Linked DNA regions of Sus scrofa: regions 2 and 3 are each linked to region 1. The links are chromatin contacts, called in public Hi-C and HiChIP or PLAC-seq maps. All regions are on one chromosome and are shown on one strand. Each heading gives the region's core, a stretch centred on a gene start, on an enhancer-like site or on the middle of the called end of the contact. The rest is flanking DNA. Distances are from core to core; before and after follow the strand shown.

What was found. Hi-C and Micro-C count contacts between places; a contact is called where the count stands out from the background. HiChIP or PLAC-seq counts read pairs in DNA pulled down with a chosen protein or histone mark.
Region 2: a contact with region 1 is called in an H3K27ac HiChIP or PLAC-seq map of skeletal muscle. The contact joins the promoter of PLK4 here to the promoter of PGRMC2 in region 1. A contact is called at or near these places in 1 of 47 Hi-C or Micro-C datasets (liver) and 1 of 2 datasets of contacts at active chromatin or transcription factors (skeletal muscle).
Region 3: a contact with region 1 is called in a Hi-C map of epiblast stem cells, with 2.7 times the contacts expected there. The contact joins the enhancer-like site here to the promoter of PGRMC2 in region 1. A contact is called at or near these places in 2 of 5 promoter capture datasets (fetal liver and liver), 7 of 47 Hi-C or Micro-C datasets (embryonic fibroblasts, epiblast stem cells, heart right ventricle and 3 more) and 2 of 2 datasets of contacts at active chromatin or transcription factors (alveolar macrophages and skeletal muscle).

What each region holds. Positions count from the first base shown.
Region 1 is chr8:96,691,510-96,694,209 of Sscrofa11.1, forward strand. It overlaps PGRMC2 (progesterone receptor membrane component 2), which reads left to right and starts at 1,314. Exons shown (of 4, transcript NM_001097521.2): 1 at 1,314-1,487; 2 at 1,490-1,755. The coding sequence starts at 1,339. It overlaps LOC102166663 (a long non-coding RNA gene), which reads right to left and starts at 2,059. Exons shown (of 5, transcript XR_002346425.1): 1 at 1,931-2,059.
Region 2 is chr8:97,011,669-97,014,368 of Sscrofa11.1, forward strand. PLK4 (serine/threonine-protein kinase PLK4) reads right to left here and starts at 1,349. Exons shown (of 16, transcript XM_021101607.1): 1 at 843-1,349; 2 at 613-708. The coding sequence starts at 875. LOC102167943 (a long non-coding RNA gene) reads left to right here and starts at 1,692. Exons shown (of 5, transcript XR_001298442.2): 1 at 1,692-1,844.
Region 3 is chr8:96,256,218-96,258,917 of Sscrofa11.1, forward strand. The region is part of intron 5 of JADE1 (protein Jade-1); the gene reads right to left. Among named protein-coding and RNA genes, the nearest start is that of JADE1, 310 kb to the right of the region's middle. Within about 2 kb of position 1,319, at least 13 of the 83 cell types and tissues checked have an H3K27ac peak or open chromatin away from gene starts, as enhancers often do. A contact at or near this core is called in epiblast stem cells, where this site is marked.

The DNA of each region.
Region 1 (2,700 bases), core at 64-2,563:
CAAAAGACTAAAATTTCAGTTTTCCAGACTTTGCCCCTCTTCAGTACTTAAAGCCAAAGTGGACCACTTAGTTTCCCTAATATGCATACCATACTCCCCCACGTCTCTCCTCCATCTCATCAATTCCTCAAGATTAAACGGAAACCGTTACTCCCCTGATACAACCTTCATTCACCACAAGAGTAGTTTACAGCAGCTTGGCGGGGCGGGGCATAGACTGAGACGCAGAAAAACAGACTCAGGCCTAAGGGAGTATGTGAAATGAAGAGAGCGCGCGTGAGGTGAAAGATCCAGAATGAGGCTTCACAGGTGACACTTATACCCGAATTTTAAGGACGTGAGGCTAAGACTCTACAACGCCCAGGTAGATGAAAAGAAACTGTAAATAAAGCTAAACTAATGAATTGAAGGGCCACCTTATCCCATCTACTTCCCTACCGCCCCAGAAATTACGACTTAAGGAATAACACCTTTAGACTGAAACCTGAAAGAAAACTGGACAAGAGTAGCCTTGGCCAAAACCACTGGGGAGTGGCTACTCGTTGTCGCAGACAGCACGTAGATTCCTTTTGCCAAACAATTCCAATGCGGGTTCTATGTACACTCTCTGCGCCAGGAGACCAGCTCATCGCCAAAACTTCTGGCGGTAGCTTTGCCTGAGTGCCCACGCTCATAGCTTCCGGACGGGCGCGACGGCGTCCAAGGGGAGAGACACCCCTCACCGATTTGCGAAAGCAGTTAATACTATGCCGAGGCCTCGCACTAGCCACTCATGCCCTCAGAAAGGAATCCGGGACCGCCCCGCCTCAGCAGCAGCCTCGGCGCACGTGAAGCTCACGGGCGGAGCGACAAGAGACAGGCAACTGCTCGCGGACGCCAACCCAGGCCTGGGAAGGGAAGAGACTTTTAGGCGCACGCGCACAGCGAGGGGACTGGGCGGAGCGTGCCTTCCGAAGGGGTTGCATTGGAAAGGAGAGCGCGTGGCGCCCCGGAACCCGCGCACGCGCAGTAATTTTGCCCCGCCTATGCGCGCGCGCGTCCCGCGCAGCATCTTTTCAGGACCGCCCCTTCTACTTCAACTAGAAGAGATGACGGGCAAAAGCAGGGAAGTGTGGGGCGAGGTAGGCGGGGCGCCGCACGCGAGCGCGGCCTGCAAAAGAAGGGAGGTGGAGGAGGGATCCTAGACAACGTTACCCCGTCAACACCCAATCGGGAGCCCATCTGGCCCCGCCCCCTACCCTCACGTTATTGGCTGAGAGGCCCCCATATGGGCGGGGCCCCCGTGAGGTTGGGGCGGGCAGGGGGCGGGGAGGAGGAGGAAGGCGCTGGCGGGCAGTGATGGCGGCGGGTGATGGGGACGTGAAGCTAGGCACCCTAGGGAGTGGCAGCGAGAGCAGCAGCGACGGCAGCAGCGAGAGCCCAGGCGGCGCGGGAGAGGCAGCAGAAGGGGGCGGTTGGGCGACAGCGGCGTTGGCGCTTCTGACGGGGGCGGGGAGATGCTGCTGAACGTGGCGCTGGTGGCGCTAGTGCTGCTGGGGGCCTACCGGCTGTGGGTGCGCTGGGGGCGGCGGGGTCTGGGCGCCGGAGCCGGGGCAGGCGAGGAGAGCCCAGCCGCTTCTCTGCCTCGTATGAAGAAGCGGGACTTCAGCTTGGAGCAGCTGCGCCAGTATGACGGGTCCCGCACGCCGCGCATCCTACTCGCGGTCAATGGGAAAGTCTTCGACGTGACCAAAGGCAGCAAGTTCTACGGCCCGGGTGAGGAGTTGGAAGGGGAGGGTGAGGACCCCCTGCAGATCAAGCGCGACCCCCCTCTGATGGGAGGGCCCGTGGGCACCGGGTTAGTTTGGCAGCCTTCTCGACATCTGGACCCCCGCGCCTTGTCTGCCGCACCTGAGACAGCCCGTCCCCAACCCAGCCCAGCCGCGGGCACCTCCAGCGTTTCTCCCCCGAAGTCGGGGTCCCAGTGTTGTCCCAGGAACCAGCTCTCAGTTCTTATCTTTCTCTCTTCCCAACTCTTCTCGCAGCTTTTTCTTGTGCTGAGTTTTAAAAAATCCTTTTAGTTGTCGTCAGTCACCTTGGCCCTCAGACTGTAGCTCCTGGGATGGTAGTGGGCAGGAGAGAAGGAAAATTTCTAAAGTAGGGACCTAAAGTTTTTGGCCCTGTAATTCACAGCTTTCCTTTCTTTACTCTTTTTTTGCCACTGATGTCCCTTTTCTCTCTACTAGTACTCATAGGGCCACGTTTAGGTACACGTAGCTCCAAGTCCCAACCCTCTATGAAGTCCGGGTACATAAGCAACACTTCAACCTTAAAAAAAAATAGTTTTAGTATGGAGACGCTTTCCAAGATTAACAATGAATGTGAGATGAAGCATACCAGAATGCAGATCCTAGTAAATACTGGCAAGGGTATTCGCCCTGAGTTTTGGGGGTGGAGCTCATATACCTAGCAGGCATGCCTGTCCGGTTTCTTTCTCTTTTTCTTTTTTTTTTTTTTTTTTTTTTGGTAGTAGGAAGGCAGGTATTCAAATACACGTTGATTATGACTTATTGTATTTTCACTGAGGAAAAAAAAAGAGCTATAAATTCATACCCCCCCACCCCCACCCCGCACCAGTTTTGCAAGCCAAAAGTTTTTGGAACTTTGCGTTTAGAGAGCTGTGTATATTTAGGTTGCTGGTTTAGAAACCCTTCTTTTGCA
Region 2 (2,700 bases), core at 99-2,598, 320 kb after region 1:
GTCTTTTTGTCTTTTCTAGGGCTGCACCCGTGGCATATATAGGATCCCAGGCTAAGGGTCCAATTGGAGCTGTAGCCACCAGTCTATGCCACAGCCACAGCTACACGAGATCAGAGCCTCGTCTGCAACCTACACCACAGCTCACAGTAATGCCGGATCCATAACCCACTGAGTGAGGCCAGGGATCGAACCCGAAACCTCATGGTTCCTAGTCAGATTCGTTAACCACTGAGCCACGACAGGAACTCCCTAGACTGACTTCTGATAAAAAGAACAGTATTTTAGCTTGCTACAGTGTAATATAGAACTATGCACAAGTGTATTCTTATTATTTTAAAGTTATTTTTTGTTCTTTGATCGCTACCGATTATTCCAAGTACACATAATTAGATACCAGGTATAATGAACAGTACTGAAGATGTTATTTAAGTATGGTCAAGGATCTCCTACGATAACCTTATGTTCAAATGGTGGACTTGGAACTACTGTCTCCTGCCTAAGCAGTGGGATTTTTATACCATAAAGAAAAGGCTGGCAGGTAAGGAGTTTCTGACATTTCAAATAGCAAATATCTCTTGTTACCTGCAAAGAAGTTGATTACAAAATTCTTACCATTTTGATTGCAACTTCCAAACCAGTGTGAATGGACTCAGCTCTGTAGACACCAGCAAATGATCCTTTACCAAGCAGATTTCCAACTTTAAAATCCTTAAAAGTCAAAATTAAAGAATGTGTGTGACAACTTTCAGAAGGAGAAAGGGAAAAAATAGGAAGGGGCTGGAAAAGAAGAGAAAATGGATCAAGAGGGGAATTTGCATTCAAAATTCAAGCAGATATTACACCTCAATACAGCAGGTGTCTGGGGTGGAAAGCATGTTGATGCCTTGCAGGTCTCGCTGAGCTTCCAGGCTGGGCTCTAGATAGAATATCCTAAGTCTGGCTCCGCAACTTCAGTGTAGCCTCAGCACCCTCCTCCCACCTCCAGCCAACCCCCTGAGAGCTGAGCGCCTGAAGAGAATCCCGCCGCAGCTCCCGCCGGAGGTAACCGCCATCCCCTTGAAAAAAGGGGAGACAGTCTTGCTCTGCTCTAAGCGCGGCAGCTGGAGCGGGATCGCAGACCAGAAGCCTTGGAGTCTAGGAACAGAAGGGCGGAGCTGCGAGCAACACACCTGTCTCACCGCCCCCGCGTCTGTGAGGGGCGGGCCGCTCCGCCCTTAAAACAGCCGGGCTCCCGGCGGTTGGGACCCTCCCAAAGCACCTCGGCGCCCGCCCCGCGGCAGTTAGCTTCGCCCGATCCCCTTCCAGCCAGGGTCTCGAGTCCCAACACTCCGACTCCCACTCGCCCTACTGAGCAGTGCCGAGTCTTTTCACCTCGATCTTCTCCCCGATGCACGTCGCCATATTTCTAGGTCCCGGCCCGTGCTTCCCGGATTAGCTCCCTTCACGAAGTCTTTTCGAGGCAGCGCTCCAAGCAGCCAGCGGGTCTTGGCGCCCATCAGGCTCGGCTCTCTAGGCCGCCGCTCCTGGCGACGACAGTACAGCCACGGAAAGGTCTCCCAGGCACCTTCCGAGGACTGGGTGGCGCCTTCGCGCTCCCATTTTGAAAAACTCCCGCCGGTTGCCGTCAAGGGAGGTTGGAGGTGACGTAACGAGACGGGTAGTTGCGGAGAGGCTGCGCCGGGGCGCGCATGCGTGTTAGGCTCCTTCCCGGCTAGTCTCTGGACCGAAGACCGGAAGTGCTTCTGCACCTTACAGCTTGGAAGCAAGAGTTGGCATTCTAAGTTGTGGAAGACCTGCGCGAGACAGTAAAAAAGGCAGCCTGAAATATGAGGCATTTACAACCGGTCAGTTATTTACCTCACTGTCTGAAAAGCTACTTATTCCAGTTCTGTAAAGGGTTTACAACGATAATTAAATTTCAAATGTTTAAACTTGGTGGAACAGCACAAGGGAAAAAAATTACCTGATGTAAGCATTCCATTACTCCCCAATGCTTACTCCAGTTTTTCATAACTGTAAAAAATGTGTAAGGTGCTTAAAGAAAATAAACTGGGAGTTCCCCTCGTGGCTTAGCGGATACGACTCTTGACTAGGAACCATGAGCTTGCGGGTTGGATCCCTGGCCTCACTCAGTGGGTTAAGGATTTGGCATCGTGGTCACCTGTGGCGTAGGTCGCAGATATGGCTCGGATCCCAAGTTTCTGTGGCTGTAGTATAGGCCAGCAGCTGTTCCTAGCCTAGGCACCTCTGTGTGCCCAGGGTGCGGCCCTGAAATGACAAAAGACAATAAATAAATAAGTAAATAGAAAATAAACTGTATTTTGGTAAATAGTAAATATATGTCATTTGGATAATAACTCACATTTAAGAGATCTCACACACGTGTTAATAGACTGGTCAAAAAAGACCTTTAAATTTGGTACGATACACTTTATCAGATGATAAGATTGTTGTATTCAACAAGGATATGTAGCAGAGAACTACTTCAAAAACTTTCTAAAGGGAAAGCTCTTTTCTTTACATTAATGGGTATATTAAGTTTGTCTACCTTCAAGCTGTGTAAAAACCCTGTTCAGAGAAAAATCAACTTTTCCCTTCGTTTCTGGAAATACTTCTTTAAATGTTATAATGCTTGAGTACTTGGTTCCAGTGTCCAGTCTTCCATTTATACTTGTTTTTGCCATTACATTTTCAAAAGTT
Region 3 (2,700 bases), core at 69-2,568, 440 kb before region 1:
CTCAACAAACACAGATAATGTCCTACCTGCTGGCCCTGAACTCTGTTTAGACCACATGCAGATTACTCTCTGCAACCTCTTCTGTCACAGTTTAAATGCAGTGAAATTAGCTAACATATTAATTCAATAATTGCATCAAGTTAGATGCCCAAGATACAGTGAACAAGATACAGAATGGGCCACAGGGAGAGCCAGTAAGCAAATAACTAGATAAGTGGCTTTAGCACGCTAACTGCTAAAGGTTACAGGATTCATGGGTTATGGGACATGGGACATGAGATTGTATGGGAGATAGCAAGGTAACTCAAAACCTTGAAAATTAAGCTTCCTCAGACTGAAGACTGGGGGGTGGGGTATCAGCAGGCACTAAACTAAGAGCAGCATCAGCCAAAAGAACCCATCCCCCGCAAGTGGCTCGGGAATTTGCAAGTGAACAAGTCAGCGACCTGGGTGTGGTACCAGGGAGGCATGACTGGTATGTGACTCCAGCTAAGAAAGAAAGAGAAATGACAAGGAGGACAAAGAGAGAAGAGCTTTTACAAAAGAATGGGATGATTACGAATTTGAGGATGTTTATTCAATGCTACTCCTTGGAAAGGGCAGATGTGAGGAAAACAAACTGTCCAGTTACTAGAATTACTCTCTGTGGTAGAACAGGTACCATTATATCAGGCCATAAACTCTACAGCTATATAAGGATTATACCCTAGTGATTTTAATTATCTTATGATTTATATGTAGAAAGGCTGTTTTTATCTTCAAAGTATCTATTTTATCCACGTTTTCATTTTCTAGAAGGTATTCAATGAAAGACATCTACATACTACTTTTCTATGTATCACCTATTGCAATGTAATGGATTAGCTGTAACAACCTATAGGATATGTGAACTGAGATTTGCACTTGCCAGCAGCCTCTACATGGAGTAAAACAGGAGCCACTCCAACAGCCAACCCGCAGCACCGCTGAATGCTCAGGGTGGAGACCAGGAGTGAGGCACTCTGTGCTCTGGAAAAACTGGAAGAACAGGTCTTCAGATAGTCAGATATTTTTAGGAGATTTTATAAGCCCAATTCTTGTATCTCCTCATAACTAGAAAAACATGAAAATCCTTCAATGATGACTGATGTCTGTGACTAGTAGTAACCTTCACGAGACCAGCAGCAAACTTCTATAAAATGTGTGCATAGCTGCATGTGACTCCCTCTTCACCTTTATGACGTATCTTGATAATTCCCCCTTTCCCTTATAGCTCTAAAATACTGCCTCCTGAGCTGTAGCTAGTGGACAAAAGATGTCATGGCCATCTGTGACAACAGCCACTCCCAAGGGTAGGCCAATGACCCCTGAGGGAACTCAGGGAAAAAACAAAGAGGAACAGCCCACAGCTGAGATGCCTATCAAAGGAGTGATTCATGTAAGCCCAGGCACTTACATCTTCCCATAGAAACTAGTTTTCTGTAAGTCTGGTTATCTGTAAATTTTTTGTTCCTACTACCTTTCCTTTGTTGCAAAATTCAAATATCCTGGGACACCCACCTCACCTGCTCCTAGTGGTTTCTCAAGGCTAAACAAGATGCTGTCTCCTGGGCTTAAGTCCCAATTTCACCCCAAATAAACCTTTCAACTTCCAGGTTGTATTTTTTCAGTCGACAGATCTTGTACATAAACTGTATCATACGCTCAGCTTTACAGAATGTGAGATGCTTCGCTTTAATATCTCACTGACCTTTAACTGAAGTTATTTCCATTACTTTATTTTCAAATTTCTTTCCATTCACTGTCAAAGTTAATAATCTAATACTTAAATGTACAATATTTTAAAATGTATTTAGAAAATGTCTAACACAAAAATGTGTATTAGGAGTTCCCACTGTGATGCAGTAGGTTAAGAATCTGACTGCGGCGGCTTGGGTTGCTGTGGAGGTGCAGGTTTGATCCCTGGCCCAGTGCAGTGGGTTAAAGGATCAGCATTGGTTTCAGCTGTGGCTCGGACTCAAATCCTTGATCTGCAAACTTCCATACACTACGGGTGCAGCTAAAAAAAAAAGGAAAAAAATGTGCATTAAAGAATGTATTTTCAGACACCAATGTACCTTAAAGATAAAAGTATTTTATAGTGAAATGTTTCTGTTTGCTAAGTTCACACTATATGCATGTTATTCCTAAACACTAAGCAACTGATAATTTGATTCCTAAATTATTGGTCAGCAACGACTGCCTCTCCCACAAGAAAAGATTTATGTTTTCTTAATCAGTCTTCTATGGAGCATACAGTAAGTACCCAATGTAACAAAGTATGTAAATATGATAATGACCTATACTTTAGTAATCTCCTGTTCCTAAACGAAGGTGAAGGAAATCCAGCTGGTTTCTTACCTTAGTTTTTAAAGTAAACATTAATCACCTAGACAGTAAGTTTTTAAATTGACATCATTATCTAAATCATATGCTCAGAGTCTAAAAATACTAGTATGACTACAATTCAAACCCAGATTTCTCACTTTAACCAAAGGGTTATATCTGGTATAAAGATAGTCATAGATTTGATTTAACTGACAAAGTGCTTAAATCTCAAGTGTTAAAGTTTTAACCTTGTCTAAATATTTCAACCCAGAAATACAGAACCTTTAAATGTGTCCTTTATAATGTCAAACATCAAAATTTGTTTAAAGGAAATACTACCCAAGCTACTACAGA